Linked DNA regions of Sus scrofa: all the other regions are linked to region 4. The links are chromatin contacts, called in public HiChIP or PLAC-seq and promoter capture Hi-C maps. All regions are on one chromosome and are shown on one strand. The core of a region is the stretch at or near the end of the contact, and the rest is flanking DNA. Distances in the headings are between cores, read along the strand shown.

Region 1 (3,419 bases), core at 231-2,730, 460 kb before region 4:
TGAGGGCTTCGTGGATCTTAACACAGGTCAAGAAGGATTAGCTGAGAAAGGAGAAAGGGGGAGGTGACTGAAGAGAACAGACTGGGGGGAAAAAAAGGCTGCATAGTGATAGAAATTAGACTGGCTTTATTAAAAAGTGAGTTAAACTGGGGTTAAAGGAAAATGAGGCTGGGAAGAGAAAATAAAGGTAGACTATGGAGTAAAGCAGCCTGGTCATTCTGGAAAGTCTCTAAAAGCAATGGGGAGGCAACGTGAGTTCCTGAAAGATGTGGAGATGGAGACAAATTTAATGAAAATCTTATTTTAGGAAAATGAGTCACTAAGTACTCCTGTGTCATCGAGGAGACCCTCCCGAGCTAAGCCGCCCACATAAGCACAGGGTGCAGGCAGATATACATTGAGATTACTTTAGCAACTACCTTAACTTCTAGAATCTGAAAGTGCCACATAAGATATATGCTATAGGTTGTGCTTGACCGAATCTTTCTGAAAAACAGGTAGCCTTGGTTATATTTTAATACTTCCACCTAAATTGCTCTATTTATCCCTTCCCCAAGTCATCTGAGAAAGGCATGAAAGAATACCAGGGCTTCAGTCTATTTGGGAATTTACTTTTAATGACCTACAATTTCCTAAGAAGCATCTTGGTGCTATTTTCTGGACTGAAAGTTGGTACATATTCTGCATAGCAAAGAGTTACGTTGGGCACAACTGACATGGGTAGGCAAGATGCAACGAATGGGCTCCAGATATACAGGCACTTACCTAGCAATCCCCTCCTTGGTGTAGAAGACAGAGTAGGTAAGGTTGTCCCCATGAGGATCTGATGCAGGTGTCCGCCATGTCAATTTGATGAAGCGTGTAGAGACCAGGGAAGCCACGACATCCCGAGGAGCTGAAGGCAGTGGTCCAGTTGTGGCTGGTGCTAGATGGTCAGTAGTGGCACTGGTCAGTGAAGTGGGAGGTAATGTTGGGATGGCAACATCTTGTCATGTGCAAACATTGGGGAATATGAAGGGCAAACCACGACGGTTTTAAAAAAGAGAACAGAAAAAACAAAAAACAAAAAAATAAACAAAACCACGATGGGAAATAAAATAAAATGAATGAACATAAAAAAGGCCATTAAACTGAAGGCTAACATGCAGGCCAGGGGTAAATACTGAAAACTAATGGGCACTATTCAAGACACATCACTGCAGAGCAAGCACACTTTCTGGTCATTATAATGGTTGTGGGCAAGGGACACAGAGGGTGACAGCTGAGAATAAAACATCTCACAGGACAGAGCAGTACCCAAGTAGCTTTCTTTAATCCTGAAAGCAGCATGCAACATCTGTTGAACTCTGTACATAAAAGTCTTACATATGATAAAACCTCAATATTTTCTTCCACTTTATCAAAATATGGAATGATATGTGTAGAGTGCATGAGCCTGGTTACACTCAACACAGGCCCCAGACTATTATCGTCTCATTGCAGAGCTGTGTGTGTCTTTATTTAGCTCTACAGGAGATTCGAGACCCACATCTTCAGCTGGAGTCTAGTATTAAAGTCTGCTCTCTGTATTTGTCAGTACCAAGGGAAGTTTGCCAGCCTTTCTCACTTCTCTAAGTTATAGTTCATCTGCCATTTTATCATTTCATTTAACTGTGACAGTGTAATATCACAAATTGAAAATTCCAAAGCTACAAAAATACAATACTTATTGGGTAGCATATATGTTTGTATAGTCATTGCTGCCAATTTAATATATTATGACAGCCTGCAGACCTAAGGAACAGGATGGGACAAATGAAGCGATGGCAACTCAAAGTTCTGTTAGTCAAAAGACTTTGCCTGTATGCCTGGAGTCAGTCCATTCTGTTGTGGGACACTTCAGATTTTAGAATTCCATTCCTAATACTGAACCAAAAATCTTCACCTTGGAGAAAGTATTTTTAATCTCACAATTTTCAACTGAAGTAATTCATTAGAATTGTATTGTAAACTTAATGGGGAAACTGGAAGAAGAGTGGCAGAGTGGAAAACATGAAAATTCTGGACTTAGTTTTCAATGAAAAGGTAGGACAACAACCTCCTAAGAATATCTGTGAACTATGAGAGACTATTTTGAAGTGAGGAAGTCTAAATAAATATGCCAGGGAAAGGCAGAGGAAGATCACGTAAGGTCTCTAGACATTGAGCCCTTTCTAGATGGCCCTCCTGCTCTAGACTTACAACTCTATGAAATACGTACTATCATTCCACCTCTACATTATATATGGAGACTGACATTTAAAAAGGCTATTCATTTGTTTTAGGTCACAGATAGTAAGAGGTGGAGTGTTAAAACCAACCTTGTTTTTTAGTTTAAGGGCTCCTGGATTTAGTCAATAGGAGTTCTAGTTCTGGTTGTGCCACTCAGGGTGATGGCAATAATCAGAGACTCATGTTTGTTTTTGTCAGCTCCTCAGGCCCCAAAGTCCTACAAAGGCAATGCAAGGGCCCAGGATGGATGCCTGAACATGCAGTACGTGTTACAGGAGAAAAACCCTGAGTTGTAGGATATACCACTTTCATAGGAAGGGAAAACTTTAAGCCCCAGACAAAGAACAGGCCTGCTGTGGATATCTAATTTAATTTTGTTAAGGTCGGAGACATACTTTGTATGATTTCAGTCTACTAAAATGTCCTGAGACTGTTTTGTGTCCCAGCATATAGTCTATTCCAGTAATTGTTCCATATGTGCTTGAAAAGACTCTGTAGTTGTTGGGTGGAGGCTGCATGATATCAGCTAGGTCAAGTTGGTTGACAGGATTGTTCAATCCTTCTATACTCTTTCTAATCTTTTCTAATTGTTTTATCAGTTTTTGAGAGTAGGATATTGAAATCTCCAACTATCATCACTGACTTATGTATTTCTTCTTTGAACGTAACAATTATAAATGCAAATATACCTAACTACAGAGCCCCAAAATATTCAAAGAGATCTGGAAAAATCTCAAAATCTTGAAATCAAACAACCCACTCTTAAATAACTGATAGGTTAAAGAAGAAATCACAAGAAAAAATTCAAATATTTTTAACTGGATGGAAATGAAAATACAACATATTAAAAATTAAAGGATGCAGTTAAAGCAGTACTTAGAGGGAAATTAAGATAGCTTTATCAGAAGAGAAATCTCACACAAATTACCTAAGTGTCTACATTACTGAAAGAGTATAGATCCTAAGCCTTCTCTCTCTCACACACACAAGGTAACTATGTGAGGGGATGAATGTGTTAATAACTTAATTGCTTGACTCCTTTTACAATGTGTACATATTATAACCTCATGTATGCTTTAAATACGTTGCCATCATTTGTTGTTATACCCCAATAAAGCTGGAAAAACTGAAATAAATCAAATTTTCACCAAATTCTTAAAAAAAAATGA
Region 2 (3,238 bases), core at 646-3,145, 280 kb before region 4:
TTAGAGTCTTCCAAGATAATTACATTTTTCTTGCATCTACAAGATAATTACATTTTTCTTGCATCTTGTAGGTTGGATCAATTACCTACATTTCAGGACCAACATGTGCACCCTGTTTAGGCTGACTGTGTAAGTTTGATACTAAAACAGTTATTTATATAGCTGTTTTGCTAATACCCTTGGTACTTTAGGTTTCAAGCATTTAACTTTGGCAAAAAACATGTGTTATATATATTACCTAAGAAAATTTTAAAAGTTTTTTTATCAGCCAAGTTATACCGCAATGTGATTTTAAATACAAAACAGGGGACAACAAGCTATGGTTTAGTGTTTAGAAGCTGCCAATGTGCCTGATACTACGACTTTCAAATACAAAAATTTTAGATCTCACCCAGGTAGGTGAAAGTTGCCCAGTTTTATGATACACCACCTTGGTCAAAGAATTTGAACAGATTACATGCTGATTTGCCCTTCATCTCCTAAGCGTGTACCGCTCCTCAATTACACTATAAGGTCTTTACGGGCAGGTGTGCAGTTTTGTTAATTGGTCCCCTTAAGTAAGTGGGAATGCAGGCGATTTCAATAATCTATGATATAAAAAAAAAAAACCGAAAATGGCTTTACGGCTAAATATATTTAGATATTGCCACTTGAAAACAATGTACAAGTACTTAAAATCCGATGCTTAGACAATTCCCTAGGTTAAGAGCGGTTAATAGGCTGTAAATATAGTTGTAATCCCCAGGAAAGATGAGGCATTTTCATAACGGAAACACTAACAGATATAATCACTTAGAGCTGTTCTCCAAGGCGCCCTCATCGTTAAGTCAACACCACTGATTATGAGGGGACAATTGTGTCCCTCTGACACACTCTCTCTTCCGCAGCCTCTGGGCTACAAATCCCGCACGAGTAGTCCCCCGAGATCAACCAGAGCTTCCCTGGGAAATCCCTGGCCAGAGAATGCGGAGTTCAAGCCCCCCTCCCCCTTCCTTTCCTGAAAATTAATGAATTGGCCGTACGATTGTTTATTTAATGAGGTGTGTAGTGGCCTCTACTGGTGCTTGTGTGAGCACAAGAATGTCCCACTCTTACAAGTGGGATGAGCCTGGGGGAGGGGAGGGAGGCGAGGGGTGAACCTGCCTCCGGGTACAAAGCGCAGAACTAGACCCTGGAGCCCCCGACGCGCCCCCACGGCCTCTCCTCCTCCGGCGGCGCCCCCGCCTGCCCACTTCACTCTCCACCCTGCACGACCCCCTTTCTCCTCCACAACCCGGGACCAGGGAGAGAAGTTCTGCACGTTTCCTCCTGGAGCCTAAACAAAAACACCGTAGCTGCCGCTGCCGCCGCCGGCGGTACCGATGCCGCGCCCCCGCCCCCACCCCGCGCCGCCCGGGCCCGCACCCCGCGGCCGCTGCTTACCTGGGGACTGCGGTGGAGAGCCGCTCCTGGTGGCCGCGGCGCCCGACGCCCGGCGCCCAAGCAGCAGCAGGCAGCAGAGCCAGAAAGAGGAGGTGCTGAGGAGTCGCCGGGCTCCCCGCTCCGCCGCCATCTCTTCCCCGCGAGCGGCGGCGGCGGCCGCCGCAGCGCCGCGGAACCCTCGCCTCCTTCCCTCCCGCGCGCCTCAGCCGGTCCCTCGCTGCAGGCTCGGCTCCCACGGCCGCCGCCGCCGCTGCTGCTCCAGCCCGGCTCGGCCCGGCCCTCGCGGCCCCTCTCGCGGGAGGGGAGACTCGGGGGCGCCTCCCTCCTGCAGGGGGGCGGAGAGGGGAGGCAAGGGGGGGAGTCAGTACATTCCGTGGCGAGGCGGGGGGGGGGGGGTCGGTCGGTCTCCAGGTTCCAGGCGCCGCCACCCGCCGCCGACTCCGGCTCCACACACCAGCGCGAGGGGGGCGGAGACCGCGGGCGGCGGGGGTGGGGGGCGGGGACCCGGGGCGCGCACCCCCGCGCACGCGCAGGCGCGCGCCTCCCTCGCCCGCACCCCATCGGCTGGGCGCGCGGCCCGCCCTCGCTCCAATCCCGGCTGCCGCCTCGCGGGCCGAGTCGGCGGGCCCGATCCCCTCCCCCTTCTCCCGGGAGCCGAGGACCGGCGCGGGGCGCGCGCGCCGAGTGCTGCTGCTGGCGTCAGGGAAACCCCGGAGAAGCGGATCCTCCTCCTCCTCCTCCTCCTCCTAGCCCCCGCGCGCCCCCGCCTCTCTTGCTTCCAGAACCGGCAGAAATCCTCTCACCACCTTTCCCCCCTCCCTTTCCCTCACCTGCCTAGACGCCTCGGGCTGCAGAGACCTGAGAGCGAGGGACGCTCCGAGCCCGGGCTTGTCCGGGAGGCCTGAGCGGACGCGCACCTCTCTTCAGCCTGGGCCTAGGGCCTCTATATAGGGCCTCAAAGGAAACCAAATGGTCTCCGGGAGGAAACCTGGGTGCGCAGAGGGTCGGCGCGGGGATTTATATGCTGGCCAAAAACAATAGCGATCCCACCCGGCTCTTGCTGGGACCTGGCGCGGCTCCCGTGGGAGGCGGCCCGCCGCGTCGCCGCTGACCTCCCGCTTCCCGGCCGGGCCGCCCTCGCCGCGAGCTTCCCGGGGACAGAGCCGGGCCCGCCCGGACTGCGGGGCCCGCGCCCCCACCCACGGCTCTCGGCCGGCGTCCAGGGAAGCAGGGCACAGACAAAGGTGCCCGGTGTCCACTCCTGAAGCCAGTGCGGGGGCCCGGGCCGAGCCCCGTGACTCCCAGCGGCTGGTCCTCGGACTGTAACTGAGACCTTTCACCTCTATTTTTGCGGGTCACCTCGCATTTTCGTACCTGGAAATCACGTCTCTTCGCTGGTAAACTGGGAGCAGGAGGGGAGTGATTTTAAACCACTTGGTAATTGTGAGGCAGCGCCCAGGCTACCCAAAGTTAGGGAAAAGCAGTTGTGTAGTCAGACTGCTGATGAGAATACTGACAGTGTTATAAGCTGCACTCATAGAAAATATTTAGAGAAAATTTCTTTGTATCATTATGCACTTGGAGTGTCATGTTTGATTGTTAATATGAATTGGGTTTTAATTCACCGTTCTATATAGTCAATAGCCAAAACATGTTGCTTTCCACGAGTAGATGGCTAGTTGTCTGACTTCCACGTCCCTCTGTGCCTTCTCGTAATTACCGTCCTCAGATTATTTTTTATCCTGAAGTGGCAAAAAGCAGTGTAAGGTTTGCGTTACATTGGGAAGGATAAACTCAGAATCTTCATAGAACGTCT
Region 3 (3,059 bases), core at 434-2,933, 490 kb before region 4:
TGTTAAAGTGCGGAGGCTCTAGCAAGCATGGCACTGGCGGCTGCTTGGTGAAGCGCAGGTCACTTCATCTTTTTTATCTCAATTTCCCAGTAAGGCAAGATTAATGACCATGATCCCTTACATCTATACTGTGTTTTATAATTTACCATGGGCTTTAATTATAGGGTACTTTATTTTACTCTATGAAGTAAGAAAGGCAAAGATTGCCCCTTGTTTATAGATGGAAGAAACAGATGCAGATGGGCTGGATGACTTGCTTATGATCACACACTCAGTAGACAGTTAACCTGGGATTGAACTCAAGTCTCTTGATTCCTAAAATCTAGCATACTTTGCATTACACTGTCCTGTTATTTGCTAATGTTCTTGTAAAATGATGAAAAAGCATAATTCATCAGCTGAAAAAGCAAACACCTAACTCTAGCTGTAGTTGATTGCTATGCTCCGTAAATAGGTCAATTAATACACTGAATTCTTTCATGCACTCAATTCTGGGTAGTAAAGAGAAGTGATGAGAAGTCTCAGGACTTGGAATGTGGCACAACATGAGCACAGACTTTCCTTAGCTTTCACATCTTACAAAGAGATGAGATGCCATGTAACATAAAAGTTCTGACAACACATACCTAATTCAAAAGTGGTCCCATGGGCTGTCATACTCCATGTGCTTGACCTTCGACCTTTGGTCACCATCACAGAGAATTCATAGAGTGTATTTGGTTTTAAACCAGTCACCAAATAACTCAAAGTTGTTGCATTAGCATTCTGGAAACATATGAATTAGGAACTTCAGAATTAGAAAACATCAATAATTAGTTTTTCTTACCCAGAGCAAATGTGCCAGTACCTTGTATTTGGTGTTTGCTGGGATGTTGGTTTTCCATCGTACTGTGTAGTACCGGGAGTCTGTAATCTTCTGGTGTTTGGGCAGTGAGTTGTCCGCCCACGTGATCCTTATGGTGTCATGACTCAGAATGGAAGCCTGAACTCCCACTGGTGGCATCATGGGAGTGGGATCTGGCACTGGAGTGTATGGAGCATTAATAACAAATAAATCAACTTCAGAAGTGTCTGGGTAAAAAGTAATTAAAAAAGGGAAGTGGCATTTTAACATAAACAAAAATAAAAGAAAAGGGAGATGCAGGGTAATATAATGAAATGAAAGGTGAAAAACGGAGAAAGAGAAAGAAAATCCGGAGTTAATAGATAACCACCATTCATTTAAAAGAATATGTCCACTTGTGTTCTTTCAGGAAAAATTTGCAGGAAAGCATCTAGAGAAATAGTAATTACCTCTTTTTTCCTACTATATTCTGTATGTATATTGCATGGGTATATGAAATCTGGTAATCCAGTGATTATATTAATATATCATACTTGAATTTTCTTTCTCCTAAAACTTTTTCTTTAAATCACTTGAAAATTTTACTTCTTGTCCAAAAAGGATCATGTAAAGACAAAGCTGCCTTTAAAATCAAGGGTATAATTTCTGAACAAATAACACAAACCTTATGATCTGTTTTGATATTTCAGTGAATGTGGTTTAATTCCTGGCTTATCAAAGTGTGTCACTGGACATTTATAAGTCCTAAAGCCTGAGTTCTAAATGTCAACTGAGCTTGGCCTTGGAGGAGTTTTGGGCGTATCTGATACCCACTCAAGGTCCAGTTCAGATATGCTGATGTCTTGGGTCTAAAAGCAGTACAGCAATATGGCTCATACCCAATTAAAGCAAAGGGAACTCAAGGGCATTGCCCTTCTTAGAGAAAAAGTAAACTGACACCATTCAGGAATATCTTCTACACTTTCTCCAGGACACTCAGAGAACAACCCCCTTGAAGAACCCCAATCAGTTATGGGAAATGCCATCCTTATCAAGGACACAGCCTTAAATGTAACTTAGAAATCAGAGCACTTATGTGATAGCAAGGGAAGTCTATACTCATGGGCAGTCCTGTGCCATATGCAACAGATGCATTCTCTAAGCATCACTCTCAAGACAAAGGCCACAATGAGCACCAAGGTAAAAAGGTCCAGGGCAATACGGCAGCATCCATCTGCACTTTGCCAACTCTTGGTCATTTTCTAAGCATACACACACTGATTTATTTTAAGTGAAGCTTTTACAATGGGTTTCCCACATAGTTATGGTGACTAGTCCTTCCTAAAATCTGAAATGGCATGGCCTTGTTTATGAATAACTGCTAAGCTAAAGTCAGAGTCTCCATTTGTGTATTTCCTACACAATGAAGACTAAAAATAACAAGAGGAACAGCACACATTATAATCAAGGGTTTTGTTCAAAGATCAGGACACATACCAATTAGTTACTGAAAATGCACCTTCAGTGCAAAAATCATTAAGACTTCTTTGAGAATTTTTTTTCTTATTCGTAACAACTCTTGGAAAAGATAACCAGGTTATATGACTTACGAACATTTCTCCTGTGTATTTCTAGCCAGGTTATATTCTGAAGTCACATAAAAAAAATAATTCCAAATTTTATTTTTTCTATTATAGGCTGATTTTTAAAAATATCACACTACTTATTTGAATATCCTTTCTCATCTTACTTTTTTTTCGTTCCTGAAATACCAAAGCTATTTTTAAAAAAACTTATAAATTGTAAGCACACAGGAGCGGAAGACAGGACAGAACTATCAAATATGTAGTAATGATATTGGTCTTGTTAATAAGTAAAAGCATAAAAAAGGGGACAGAGATTATTTTTTTAAAAAAGAATAATGCCAAATCCATAATATTATGCTAAGTATCCAGAATACATAGTAGCAACAGATTAACAATTTTGAGAAACAAATGGAAATGAGTATTTCTAAAAATGATACAGTCTGGTTTTCAGTACAAAAAGTTTACAATTCTAATACATTCACTTCCATAAATCTTCTCATTTAGATCTAAATCATGTCTTAAGTATCTACAGAAATTTTACATTATTATTTTAAAGAGATTTTAAATAGTTAACTTACAAAGAAATAATAAATATTTGGATTCTTTTGTAACATATGTACAGTTGATCAAATGGATACAGTACATACAAC
Region 4 (3,337 bases), core at 557-3,056:
CGTCTGCAACCTACACCACAGCTCACAGCAACGCCGGATCGTTAACCCACTGAGCAAGGGCAGGGACCGAACCCACAACCTCAAGGTTCCTAGTCGGATTCGTTAACCACCGCTCCACGACGGGAACTCCTCTTCACATCTCTTTGGTGTAGAGCACATCCCTGCTCTGCTAATCCTGTCGACTCCCTGGTCTTCCCACAATACAGCTGTCTCTGCTCCCCTCACAACTTCACCTTGGAAATATATTTAATTGGTGCTATCTGATCATCAACCTTATGTGACTTTGCAGGTCCACAACCAGCACCAACTAGTTACAGGCTCTTTGACTCTTGGGTCGAATTCTCAGAAAAGAGAAATGATCTCTTGCCAGCCAGTGGATTCACTACTTTTAAGTTAAGTGCTGGTTCAGTCAACCCTGGGGTGGTAGGAAAACCTGCCCACCTGGGGTCACCTGGGGGAGGGGTTTTTCTGGTAACTAATTGACTTGTCTCCTTGAAGAGAGAGAAGGGACAGGCAACTCTAGGGAAGACAGCATCACACAGATCTCACAGGCTCCTTGTCTTCTTTCTTTTCTATGGAGCCCAAATCTCATCCTGTGTGAACACCTCCTTTGAAGCAGCTGCTGTGGTCAGGTGAGCTGGGTGGGGTGAGCCAGGGGAGGGGAGATGACCAGGATAGGGAAATGCTGGTGATACCGGGCTGGGGGAAATGAAGCCTAATGCTCAAGATCAAAGTTAGAGAAATAAAGATCCACTGCCAAGTCCAAAGGTTGGGGCAGAGTGGAAAATCGGACACAGAGCCAGGTCAGGATGGTCAGGAGCCAGCAGAACTGGAAAAATGGAAACAGGCCAGGGAACAAGACCAGGCCGGTTGTGATGGCTGCTGAGAACGAGCTGGCAGCAAGCCTAGCTTCACTGGCTCCCAACCTAGGCTCACACATAGAAGAGTCACGATGAAGACAGGGCCTGTTGGGTTTAGGTCATATTAACCCAAAGAAAAGAGGAGATAACCCAGGTCCGAACTCCGCTTATGTGCTACACAAGATTGTGTACATTTGCGCATTTTCTGAAATTGTTAAAGGGAACAGCGCCCCCAAAAGGATTACTTTAAGGTTTGAATCTGATCGTCCAGCGAGGACCGTCACTGCAGGATCTACTCAGACTCTGTACAGATCCGGTACAGAGGGTGGTCGACCACCCTCCAGAGGGACAAAAGATCATTCCCCCCACCCCACGCCATGCGCGCCCCAAGGGCTCGCAGCAGCGCTGCTGCCATCTGATTCCTTCGGAGAGCGCCAAGCGCCCGGCCTGAAAAAGCATGAGTTTTATAAACAATGGATGATAGACAGACCGGCTTAGGAACAGATTAAAACGGAGGGGGAGGGAGGGTGCGAGGAGAGTGTGATTTGTGCACCCTCTGAGGAACTTCAGGCGTAGCTCAACTGGGGATGCAGACTGGCTCAAAGAGTAACATGAGATTTACCCGCGACTTCAAAATCCATCTGTTTCAGATGCGATAAATTCATTTGAGTAATAAAAAAATCCATCTGTTTCATCTTACTGGGAAAACAAACGTATCCTTGTTCCTCTATTTTGGGGGTACTGGAGGAGTTCTGGAAAGGGGTACAGCGCTCAGACCTGTACTGCTGCCTTTGTCCAACCTCCCCCAGAGCCGCCGAACAGCGCCCCCAAGTGCCAGGATTTGGACCGAGAAAGACAGTTTTCCGCTCCTCTGCCACGCCCATCCCCCGCCCTCACCCCGCCCCTCCAAAGGACTTCGGCGCGCCGGCGTGACGTGACGCGCGTGTTGACGTCGGCGCACGCAGAGCCCGGAAGAGGCGCGGGCCGGGAAGGGAGCTGTACATCGCTGCTCCAGCGCCTCCGTTCCCATGGCGCTGTGGCGCGGCTCAGTGTATGCCGGCTTCTTCGCGCTGGCGGTGGGCTGCGTCTTTCTGCTGGAGCCGCAGCTGCCGGGGTCGGCGCTGCGCTCGCTGTGGAACTCGCTGCAGCTGGGGCCTGTACCCTCGCCCCTGGGACCTGGCTCCCCTGAGGGCCGGTTGGCAGCCGCCTGGGACGCGCTCATCGTGCGGCCGGCCCGGAGCTGGCGCCGTGTGGCCGTGGGGTGAGTGCCTGCGAGGTCTGCCTCTGTGGGCCTCTCCAGGAGGCGCGGGCGCTCCTGGCCTCCTTGGCAGACGTCAGGCGGCTTGGGAGCTGGGAAGTAGAGCCGGCGCAGAAACAGGTTCCCAGAGGTCAGCTGGAGGCCCCTCGGCGCTAGTGTCCACGCTGCCTCCTTGGCGAGAAGCGTTGGACTTTTGGGACTAGCCCCATCCGTCACCGCTGCAGGGACTCAACAGACTGCTTTTTCCTCTAGGCTGGCTCTGCGCCCTTCTTGTCTCTGTAGGACCAGCCTAATCGACTCTTGCAAATCCCGCTCAGCCTGACTGCTTAAAGTTCGAGCCTCTTTTATTCCAATACCTGCTCCTCTAGCGACCGCTCTTTTGCAGTCAGAGATGCTTCATTTTACTACTCTGGCAGCGTTCTTCCCCTTGCTGCTGAACTACTTAAAAAGGAGTGGTCGCTGCCGTTAGCTGTCTTGCTTCCCCCTCCGTAATGGCGTAGTCCTTTGATGCCGGAGTCTGGAGAACACTATTCTGCTGAAACTTCTCTCTCAAAGCTTACGGCTGACTTGTTGCTTCTCATATTCAGCTGCCTTTTTTAGTCTTCAGTGTCCACTCTCTGCAGCCTTCCACGCGTTAAGCACGCCCTTCTTGAAACTCTTTTCCCCTGACTTCAGTGACATTGCATATTTAGGGTTCTTCCAAATCACAGTGCCTCCTTTCTTTGTATTCCCCTCCTGCATGTAAGTAATTTTTCCCTTTACACTAATATCTTGTCTCAGTCTGAGTTGACTATCTTGCCATCACCTCAAACGCATCAATCAAAGAGCAAGCCTTCTACCCAGACTCTACTAGTTCCTATGAGTATTGGGGCCAGGAAGGATAGTGCAGGCTATCCTGAAAATTAAATGAAATAATTCATGTTATCTAGTATGTGTCTGCTTTAAAGAGCAGACACCAAATGTTAGCTAGTATTTTTTTTTTATATCAGCACATTTGTTATTTCATCAGATAATATCTTTTACCTCTTTCAAGTTCAGGCTCTTTGATCTACAACCTTATCAGCTTAATTGCTCTTAATTGATCCTTAATTTCCTTAATTGAATGGCTTTGTGCGCATTCCTTCGACAAATAATCGTCAGCTACATGGTGTGTGTCAGGTTTGTGCTAGGTTCTCAGGATACAGGGATGGATGAAGGGAGGTCCCAGCCTCATTTGTTG

The links. Promoter capture Hi-C pulls out the DNA fragments that hold promoters and counts their contacts. HiChIP or PLAC-seq counts read pairs in DNA pulled down with a chosen protein or histone mark.
Region 1: an H3K27ac HiChIP or PLAC-seq map of skeletal muscle shows a contact between it and region 4. The contact joins the enhancer-like site here to the promoter of ADPGK in region 4. A contact is called at or near these places in 1 of 5 promoter capture datasets (fetal skeletal muscle), 4 of 47 Hi-C or Micro-C datasets (embryonic fibroblasts, liver and skeletal muscle) and 2 of 2 datasets of contacts at active chromatin or transcription factors (alveolar macrophages and skeletal muscle).
Region 2: a promoter capture Hi-C map of liver shows a contact between it and region 4, with 11 times the contacts expected there. The contact joins the promoter of NEO1 here to the promoter of ADPGK in region 4. A contact is called at or near these places in 2 of 5 promoter capture datasets (fetal liver and liver), 6 of 47 Hi-C or Micro-C datasets (heart right ventricle, liver and skeletal muscle) and 2 of 2 datasets of contacts at active chromatin or transcription factors (alveolar macrophages and skeletal muscle).
Region 3: an H3K27ac HiChIP or PLAC-seq map of skeletal muscle shows a contact between it and region 4, with 15 times the contacts expected there. The contact joins the enhancer-like site here to the promoter of ADPGK in region 4. A contact is called at or near these places in 3 of 5 promoter capture datasets (fetal liver, fetal skeletal muscle and liver), 13 of 47 Hi-C or Micro-C datasets (alveolar macrophages, brain, embryonic fibroblasts and 7 more) and 2 of 2 datasets of contacts at active chromatin or transcription factors (alveolar macrophages and skeletal muscle).

Annotation. Positions count from the first base shown.
Region 1 is chr7:60,124,026-60,127,444 of Sscrofa11.1, forward strand. It overlaps NEO1 (neogenin), which reads right to left. Exons shown (of 28, transcript XM_021099093.1): 8 at 766-925. Among named protein-coding and RNA genes, the nearest start is that of HCN4, 120 kb to the left of the region's middle. Within about 2 kb of position 1,481, at least 2 of the 83 cell types and tissues checked have an H3K27ac peak or open chromatin away from gene starts, as enhancers often do. A contact at or near this core is called in skeletal muscle, where this site is marked.
Region 2 is chr7:60,297,997-60,301,234 of Sscrofa11.1, forward strand. NEO1 (neogenin) reads right to left here and starts at 1,896. Exons shown (of 28, transcript XM_021099093.1): 1 at 1,423-1,896. The coding sequence starts at 1,552.
Region 3 is chr7:60,094,273-60,097,331 of Sscrofa11.1, forward strand. NEO1 (neogenin) reads right to left here. Exons shown (of 28, transcript XM_021099093.1): 17 at 848-1,071; 18 at 627-765. Among named protein-coding and RNA genes, the nearest start is that of HCN4, 85 kb to the left of the region's middle. Within about 2 kb of position 1,684, at least 1 of the 83 cell types and tissues checked has an H3K27ac peak or open chromatin away from gene starts, as enhancers often do. A contact at or near this core is called in skeletal muscle, where this site is marked.
Region 4 is chr7:60,582,232-60,585,568 of Sscrofa11.1, forward strand. It overlaps ADPGK (ADP-dependent glucokinase), which reads left to right and starts at 1,807. Exons shown (of 7, transcript XM_021099100.1): 1 at 1,807-2,121. The coding sequence starts at 1,889.